Regions from separate parts of the Sus scrofa genome. Here region 2 is linked to region 1. Evidence: chromatin contacts called from public HiChIP or PLAC-seq data. All regions are on one chromosome and are shown on one strand. The core of a region is the stretch at or near the end of the contact, and the rest is flanking DNA. Distances in the headings are between cores, read along the strand shown. Region 1 has its middle 72 kb from the start of RBFOX2. Region 2 overlaps LOC110260651 (a long non-coding RNA gene).

What was found. HiChIP or PLAC-seq counts read pairs in DNA pulled down with a chosen protein or histone mark.
Region 2: an H3K27ac HiChIP or PLAC-seq map of skeletal muscle shows a contact between it and region 1. The contact joins two enhancer-like sites. A contact is called at or near these places in 10 of 47 Hi-C or Micro-C datasets (embryonic fibroblasts, fetal skeletal muscle, heart right ventricle and 4 more) and 1 of 2 datasets of contacts at active chromatin or transcription factors (skeletal muscle).

Annotation. Positions count from the first base shown.
Region 1 is chr5:11,735,382-11,738,976 of Sscrofa11.1, forward strand. It overlaps a transcript of RBFOX2 not described here. Among named protein-coding and RNA genes, the nearest start is that of RBFOX2, 72 kb to the right of the region's middle. Within about 2 kb of position 1,295, at least 55 of the 83 cell types and tissues checked have an H3K27ac peak or open chromatin away from gene starts, as enhancers often do. A contact at or near this core is called in fetal skeletal muscle and skeletal muscle, where this site is marked.
Region 2 is chr5:11,958,713-11,962,359 of Sscrofa11.1, forward strand. It overlaps LOC110260651 (a long non-coding RNA gene), which reads left to right. Exons shown (of 2, transcript XR_002343916.1): 2 at 843-2,376. Among named protein-coding and RNA genes, the nearest start is that of SYN3, 57 kb to the right of the region's middle. Within about 2 kb of position 1,894, at least 5 of the 83 cell types and tissues checked have an H3K27ac peak or open chromatin away from gene starts, as enhancers often do. A contact at or near this core is called in fetal skeletal muscle and skeletal muscle, where this site is marked.

The DNA of each region.
Region 1 (3,595 bases), core at 45-2,544:
ACAGTGTGATTAGATTTGGCTTTGGGATGGCAGAGCAGGAACAAAGGGGAGACTTAAGCAGCCTCTGCCACTTCCTGGAGCTGGTTTGCTTTGGCCCAGCGTTGAGGAGTCTTTGCTCTGAGTCCACGGTGGTTTCAGGTCACTCCTGGCCGAGGCGGTTCCTGAGAGGTCGGGAGGCAGTGCTTCCAGATTGTTTAGAGTGGGCCTTGCCCTGACTCCCGGGCCGCACTAAGGTGGGCTCAACCTGTTCCCTGCACTGGCTTGGTTTCTTGAAGTCCTCCTGGTTTAGTCATTCAGCAAGAGGCTTTCTCTTCAGTTTTACTTTGGTTCTGTGACATCTCCTCCTCCCTTCAGGGTTGTGGACTTGAGGATTTAGTTGGAGTCGTACCTAAGAACAGAGGGAATGCCGTTGCAGCGGCTCTTGGCGATCCGTCCTGTGAAGTCCTCGTGTGTACTGGAGATGGGGGGCCACCTCTCTCATACTCTGCTCGGAGCTTAAGCATTTTGTGTATATCCTTGAAATGGGGGAGAGAAACTTCTCAGGAATGAAGAGTGGTCGACGGTAATAAGATTTTGAGGAGCCAGGCCTTTCTCCATTCTCCCTTGGGGGAGGAATGCAGCCAGGATTGAAGGGCATTGCCTCAACCAATTCGGTTAAGTGCCCTGTCCTGGCTTAATAACTCGGGCAGACTTCCCGGTGGATTTGGCAAGGTATTGGATTTCTCTCTCCCCAGACCCTCCCTTCTCTCTGCTCTGCACATGTGTGCTAACGCAATTCCAGAGAGGTTGCTTCTTGCAATAAGATAGCCTCTTTGCAAAGGAGGGGGCTCCTCTTAAAGAAGAAGGAGAGAAATTCAGAGGGAAGGTGATTGTCAGAGTTTGAGCAGCGACTGGCAGGCCGGGTTCCTCTGTAAGGGCAGGTGGGCAGGAGGGAGGGTGGCGGGTGATTCCCAGCACGGAGAGCATGAGCATTTGCCGCTAATGCTGTGCTAGAGAAATTTCAAGCTGGCTTTTTGCACTCGTTCATCCAGATTGTGTCACTGAGAATCTGGTCATTAAAGAACAAGAGCTGTTGTTGTTGATGAAGGTCAGAGGTTCCAGTCGTCTGATCTGGTGGTCAAGTGTTCAGAAATACTTTACAGTTTTAGTTGAAAACCTGAGCAGATGTTCTCGCTGTTGTTTACCCGTGGGGATCCTGGGGATCTGGCGACGAGGACATTCTTCTCCCCTCGCCTCTTCCCCACCCCTTTGGGAACCGACCAATCATGTCGAGGAATGGATTTCAGTGCCTCTCTGGCCTCTTCCCATAAGGAGTGTGCCCAGCGCAGCTCCTGGGTGTGTTTAACTCCTGGGTGCCTGAAACACAGTGAGCGGTGACATTGTAGTTAGCTCGTGCTGTTGTTTGCGTTGACTCCCTGAACCCATTTAATGTTAAGTAAGCTTGCCCTGTCCCCGAGGGAAGGTTCCAATGAGGCAAGGTACACGCATGGAGCCTGAAGAGGCTGATTTTTTAAGCCTAATTCTGCCAGTAACCAGCAGCATGACCTTGGGAGCGTTACTTTCCCTACTTGGCCTTGATGCCCTTTCTGCCAAGTTAGAGGGAAAGGGGAGGGAGAGAACGAACATTTATGATGTAGCTAGATAGGCCAGCCACCAGCCGCATTCCTAGTCTTATGTATGGCTGTCCTGGGGCCTGGGAGAAGCATTTAACCTGTATCGAGTGCCTGTTCTGAAGCAGTTTGCCTTTTACATTCACTCAGTTTTATAGATGAGAGGCGTGAAGGCTCGAGAGGCTGTCCAGCTTGCCCAAGGTCAAGTAGCCAGGAAGGCCCATCTGGTTCTAATGCCCAGACTGTCTTCCATTCCACTGGGTTGGCTATTAAGGCCCTAAAAGTCCTCCAGCATTTTCCTTCTAATATTCTGAAAGCTTTAACTCCTTCATAGCTTTTAGCTCGGCCCTGTAGAAGGACCAGACCTACTGTCTCCCCTTTCACAGCCCTGATAGGAGAGCAGGTGAATGACTTGGAGATTCCTGCCATCACCTGAAAGCAGCCAAAGAAGATGGTGCAGCCATTGGTTTTCTTTCTGCATCATAGAAAAGTTCTCACCCCTTGTAGCCAGCATCTCTCGCATCCTCAGCATCCCCCTTCTCTACTGCAGGTGGAGGTGTTTTTGTTTCTCTTTGCCTTGTGTTTGTTATTGTCAGGTAAGTATCGCTGGTTTAAGGGAGGAGTGGAATTTTGAAGAAACTGGGGAAAAAAAAACAAACCTTTACTCTGAGCTCTTCTGTGACAGAGAGTTGCGGTGTTGGGCTCACCCCCACACAGAGTGGCTGTGATTCTTTATCCTCTGTTAGACGCGCCCCCTTTCCGGGAGCTCGACTTTTCCCTACAGTCTCTTATCAGTTTTCTTAGCCATCTGATTTAGCGACATCTTGCCCTGTGGAAAACTTTGTGTTTCTCTTCCTGCAAATTTTACTTTTTTTTTTTTTTAATTTTTTTTAAATTTTTTTGTCTTTTTGCCTTTTCTATGGCCGCTCCCGTGGCACATGGAGGTTCCCAGGCCAGAGGTCTAATCAGAGCTGTAGCCGCTGGCCTACGCCAGAGCCACAGCAATGTAGGATCTGAGCCACGTCTGCGACTTACACCACAGCTCACGGCAATGCCAGATCCTTAACCTACAGAGCAAGGCCAGGGATCGAACCTACAACCTCATGGTTTCTAGTTGGATTCGTTAACCACTGCGCCACGACGGAAACTCCAAATTTTACTTTTAAATTCACGGAGAAAATAGCTTCCTTTAGGCATGCTCTATTGACAATCTGTTACCAGTTTAAAATAAATTACAGTAGTAGCCCTAAAATGTCAGGTTTGTTAAGGAGTCATTTTCTGTCTTTTTGTGGTGGGCTGAGAAAAACAATGATAAGCAAATCTGTAAACAACTATGAATTCTTAAGCCAGGCAGTGACCTAGGTGCTTTATGTATGTTATTTCTGATGTTCATAATACCCCACACTTATAGATGAGGAAATAGGTTTAAGAGAAGCTACTTGCTCAAGGTCATAGCTAGTGAGTGGTAATTTGGCACTTTAGTTCCAGATCTTTTTCACTTCCAATCTTTCTTTCTTCAGTACGATGCTGCCGCTGGAAAATGATCTTGGGAGTTTATTTAATCATCCCTGCCCAGACCTCAGCTCTGATCACCCCAGAAAGTCCATATGCCTTCTTTTAAAAAGGGAAATTACCATTTTATATGATAAACTTCACAGTTGCAAAAAAAAAAAGTATATTTCCTAGTCTTTGTCAACGTCTCTAATCAGGTAACTTTTCACTAATGTTTATAGTTGCAGTTATTTTTACTGAAATTTAAATTTAGGAGTTTCTGTCATGGCTCAGTGGTTAATGAATCTGACTAGCATCCATGAGGACGCAGGTTCGATCCCTGGCCTCACTCAGTGGGTTAAGGATCTGGCATTGCCCATGAGCTGTGGTGTAGGCCGCAGACACAGCTCCGATTTCGACCCCTATCCTGGGAGCTTCCATATGCCGTAGGTACGGCCCTAAAAAGACCAAAAATAAAATAAATGAAAAAATAA
Region 2 (3,647 bases), core at 644-3,143, 220 kb after region 1:
GCTACTTATTTTGCTAATGTGTCGTCCACTGTGAAGGCTGGATGGCTTCTGGAGGTTGACCAGCTGGGCCTCCTGGGTTAACATGGAGCCTCACGTGTAATTTTAGAAGTATGTTGTCCAGAAGGGGTGCCTGACTGCAGCCTGTGTGCCTCTGGGCTCTTTGGGTTGTCAGGAATCAGCTGATGCAATAAATAAACGGGGCTCACTCAAGGATACACAAGGGGTCACACAGGAAGTGGCAGCCGGTGGTAATCCTCCAATTGCAATTGGAGCTGACTTCACAGAGACTGGAATGGAGACCCAAGGTTGCGCTGGGTCTTACCCGGTTGGGGGTTCTTACCCAGTGCTGGCCATGAAACCTTCTTTGACCCTGCATTCCCCACCACCCAGCCAACTGCTGCTGGTCACCCCTGTTTCACATTTCAAAGCAGGGATCTGATTAGTGGAGTTAATAGACATTGGCTATTGACGGAGCCCTGCCATTGGCTGCCTTGGGTTAAGTCCTAGCCCGTGTCCAATCAGCTGCAGGTTTACGGGGAGGACAGGACTCAGGGCTGGGGCAGGGCAGTTATCTTTAGCAAGAGCTGTACACTGTGGGGCGGCATAACTGACATGTCTGAAACAGACCCAGGAGGGCCAGGACACCTGCTCATCCTTTCTGAGTCTCATGGTCCACAGCGGCAGGGTGGGATGATGCGCGTGACTTTTCAGGGACCTTGTGGAGACGAGATGTAATTCTGCCCAAGGAGGCACTTCGTAAACTCTTAACGTTCTGTGCAGACCTTGATCAGAGCACTAAATAAACTGTACCCTAAATTCATTTCTCTTACTTATCTCTCCAGGAAACTGAGTTTCTTGAACACCAGGAAGTGTTTTATTTGGTTTTGTGTCCTCAGCAAGTATCACAGTTTCTCACACACACAGTAGGTACTCAGTAACTGTGTGTTGGACAGATGGACAGATGGTGGATGGGTGGGTAGATGGATGAGCGATGGATGATGGGTGGGTGGGTAGATGATGAGTCGGTGGATAAATGATGGACAGATTGATGGATGATAGGTGAGTGGATAGACAGATGAAGCATGGATGGAAGGATGGATGGATAGATGGATGGAAAATAAAGGCCAATCATCCTTCACTTGCCTTCCTTGCAAGGCCATCCCTCTTTTTTTTTTCAATGAACATTTATTCAGTTCAAAATTGGTACACACACTGTGTAAGGCCCAAAGGTTACACAGATGAATAAAACAAAGCTCCTGCCCACATGAAAAGTAAGATGTTCAGGAGCACACATTCAGGGCCTGACTTCCTGGGTTCAAATCCCAAATCTTCCATCAACTAGCTGTGCAACCATGGCAGCTTTCCCTAACTTGCCCTCCATGCGATGGGGGTGACGGCCATTTTTAATCAACCCCATAAGGCTATTGGGGTCTAAAGGAGTCACCAAATGTACAGCGCTTGGAATAGGGCCTGGCACCCGGCAAAGTCTCTGTGCATATTGGCTGCCATGATACTAAGCCAGGAGCTGGTATGGAAACAAAGACATCTAATGTGATGCGGTGAGCAACAGGAACGCACGCAAGCAGATGGAAAGAGCAAGCAATTAATTGTGCCTTGAAGGTTATGACAAGCAAAACTTTTCAGAGGGAAATGTTTGAGCCAGGCCACTAAACCAGGAGTTTTCTGGGTAGGGTGGGAAAATCCAGGCTCCAAGAGGTTATGATTCTGACTGGGTTCACCCAGCTCTAAGCAGAAAACCATCTAGGCCCCTTCCCACTGGAATGACAGGTGAGGGCAGAAGGTGGGCGAAGAGACTCCTACAGGGCCAGCCGGGGTGCCTGCTGTCCAGGCTTAGAAACATGACAGGTCCTCTTGAGAAGGATGACAGCAGGGGGAGTTGGGTTTCAGGCCGTTGGCATTGGCCTCGGTGGTGCCCTTTCTGTTGGCCTCGGAGAGTCCAGACAGTGGCCCAAGCTCCTCCTCACTCTTTCCACCCACACAAACCCACCCCCGTGGCCTGAGTTGTCCTACCTCTCCACAATGGCACCTGCCCCAAAATAGCTTCCATGTGAGGGCTAGAGAAAGGAAAAGATTAGACCCCTGCATGAAAGAGGAGGGGACAGGGGGAGGGGAGAGAGGGAGCGAGCAGCTGTCAACTGATCTCTGTCGGGCATCTGGGAAGGTATAAAACCCCTTTGGTCTGGGCAGCCTCAAACCCCAGCTGTCAGAGCCAGGACGCCCAGTACGCCCGCACTTGCTCTGTTTCTCTTCTGCAGACTGTGCCATGGGGGCTCAGCGACGGGAATGGCAGCTGGTGCTGAACGTCTGGGGGAAGGTGGAGGCTGATGTCGCAGGCCATGGGCAGGAGGTCCTCATCAGGTAAAAGGAAGAGATCCCATTTCCCTTCCCACCGGCTTCCCAAAGTTCAAGGGCATTGACCTGTAAGGTGGAACAATGTTAACAGTGTTCCCTGGGGTTGACCAGTTGGCCGTATTCATCGATTATTTTCTTCATGGTTGTTAAAACCCCTACTTGGTTTTCCTTTGCTTCTACGGGCCAAGATTAGAGTCAGGAAAGGAGAAGGTGTCCATCTCACACCGATGATGGTAGCTGGAAGGAGCTTGACAATCAAACCCTGGATGCCTAGAGCCCATCAAGAGGAATCCTAGAATTACAGACAGAATTAACAAGACCTAAGAGATCTTGTTCAGCCACCTCGCCCAATAGATGAGGACAAAAAGGACCTGAGAGCAGAAGGACAACCCCAGAGTCATTATAGTTTGTAAAATCTCAAGGCTAAACCATTGCCTTCAAGATGAAATATGTAGTTCCAGACCTGGCTGTGCTACCAAAGAGCTGTGTGACCTATGGGAAGGTACACAACCTCTCTGAGCTTCAATTTCTTCTCTTATACAATGGGTGGGGGGGACATCCTTATAGAATGGAAATAAGAATTAGATAAGATGATGTATGTTGGAGTTCCCATCATGGCGCAGTGGCTAACGAATCTGACTAGGAACCATGAGGTTGCAGGTTCGATCCCTGCCCTTGCTCAGTGGTTAAGGATCCGGCATGGCCGTGAGCTGTGGTGTAGGTCGCAGACGCGGCTGGGATCCTGTGTTGCTGTGGCTGTGGTGTAGGCCGGCAGCTACAGCTCCGATTGGACCCCTAGCCTGGGAACCTCCATATGCCGTGGGAGCGGCCCTAGAAAAGGCAAAAAGACCAAAAAAAGAGGGGGGGTATATACACAGTGACATTTCTGCACCTGGAAGGAGACGTGCCCCGGTTGCCACTGGCGAATGGATTATCCTTCACACTTTAATTTACAGATGAATTTCCCCTTCTTGATGAGCCAGAGTAGGTTTTCCTTCCTACTTAGATGCTCTTTCCGTCTCCTTTGGGGAGAACGCCCATTCAGTCCTATAAGCTGTGTTACCTGGAGTTCGAGCCCTTAGCGGTCCATGTCAGAAACACGAGAGCAGACAGTCAAGTTCTTTGCTGAACCTGACTTTATGTCTTTCTCCTCCTATCTCTGTCACTTGGCTTCTGGGGCCGCAGTAGGTCCTGTTGGATTGGACAAAAGACGCCCCCAAAGTTGACATCAATTCCTCAGCCACCCATTTGCTGTGTGACCTTGAAGAAGTCAC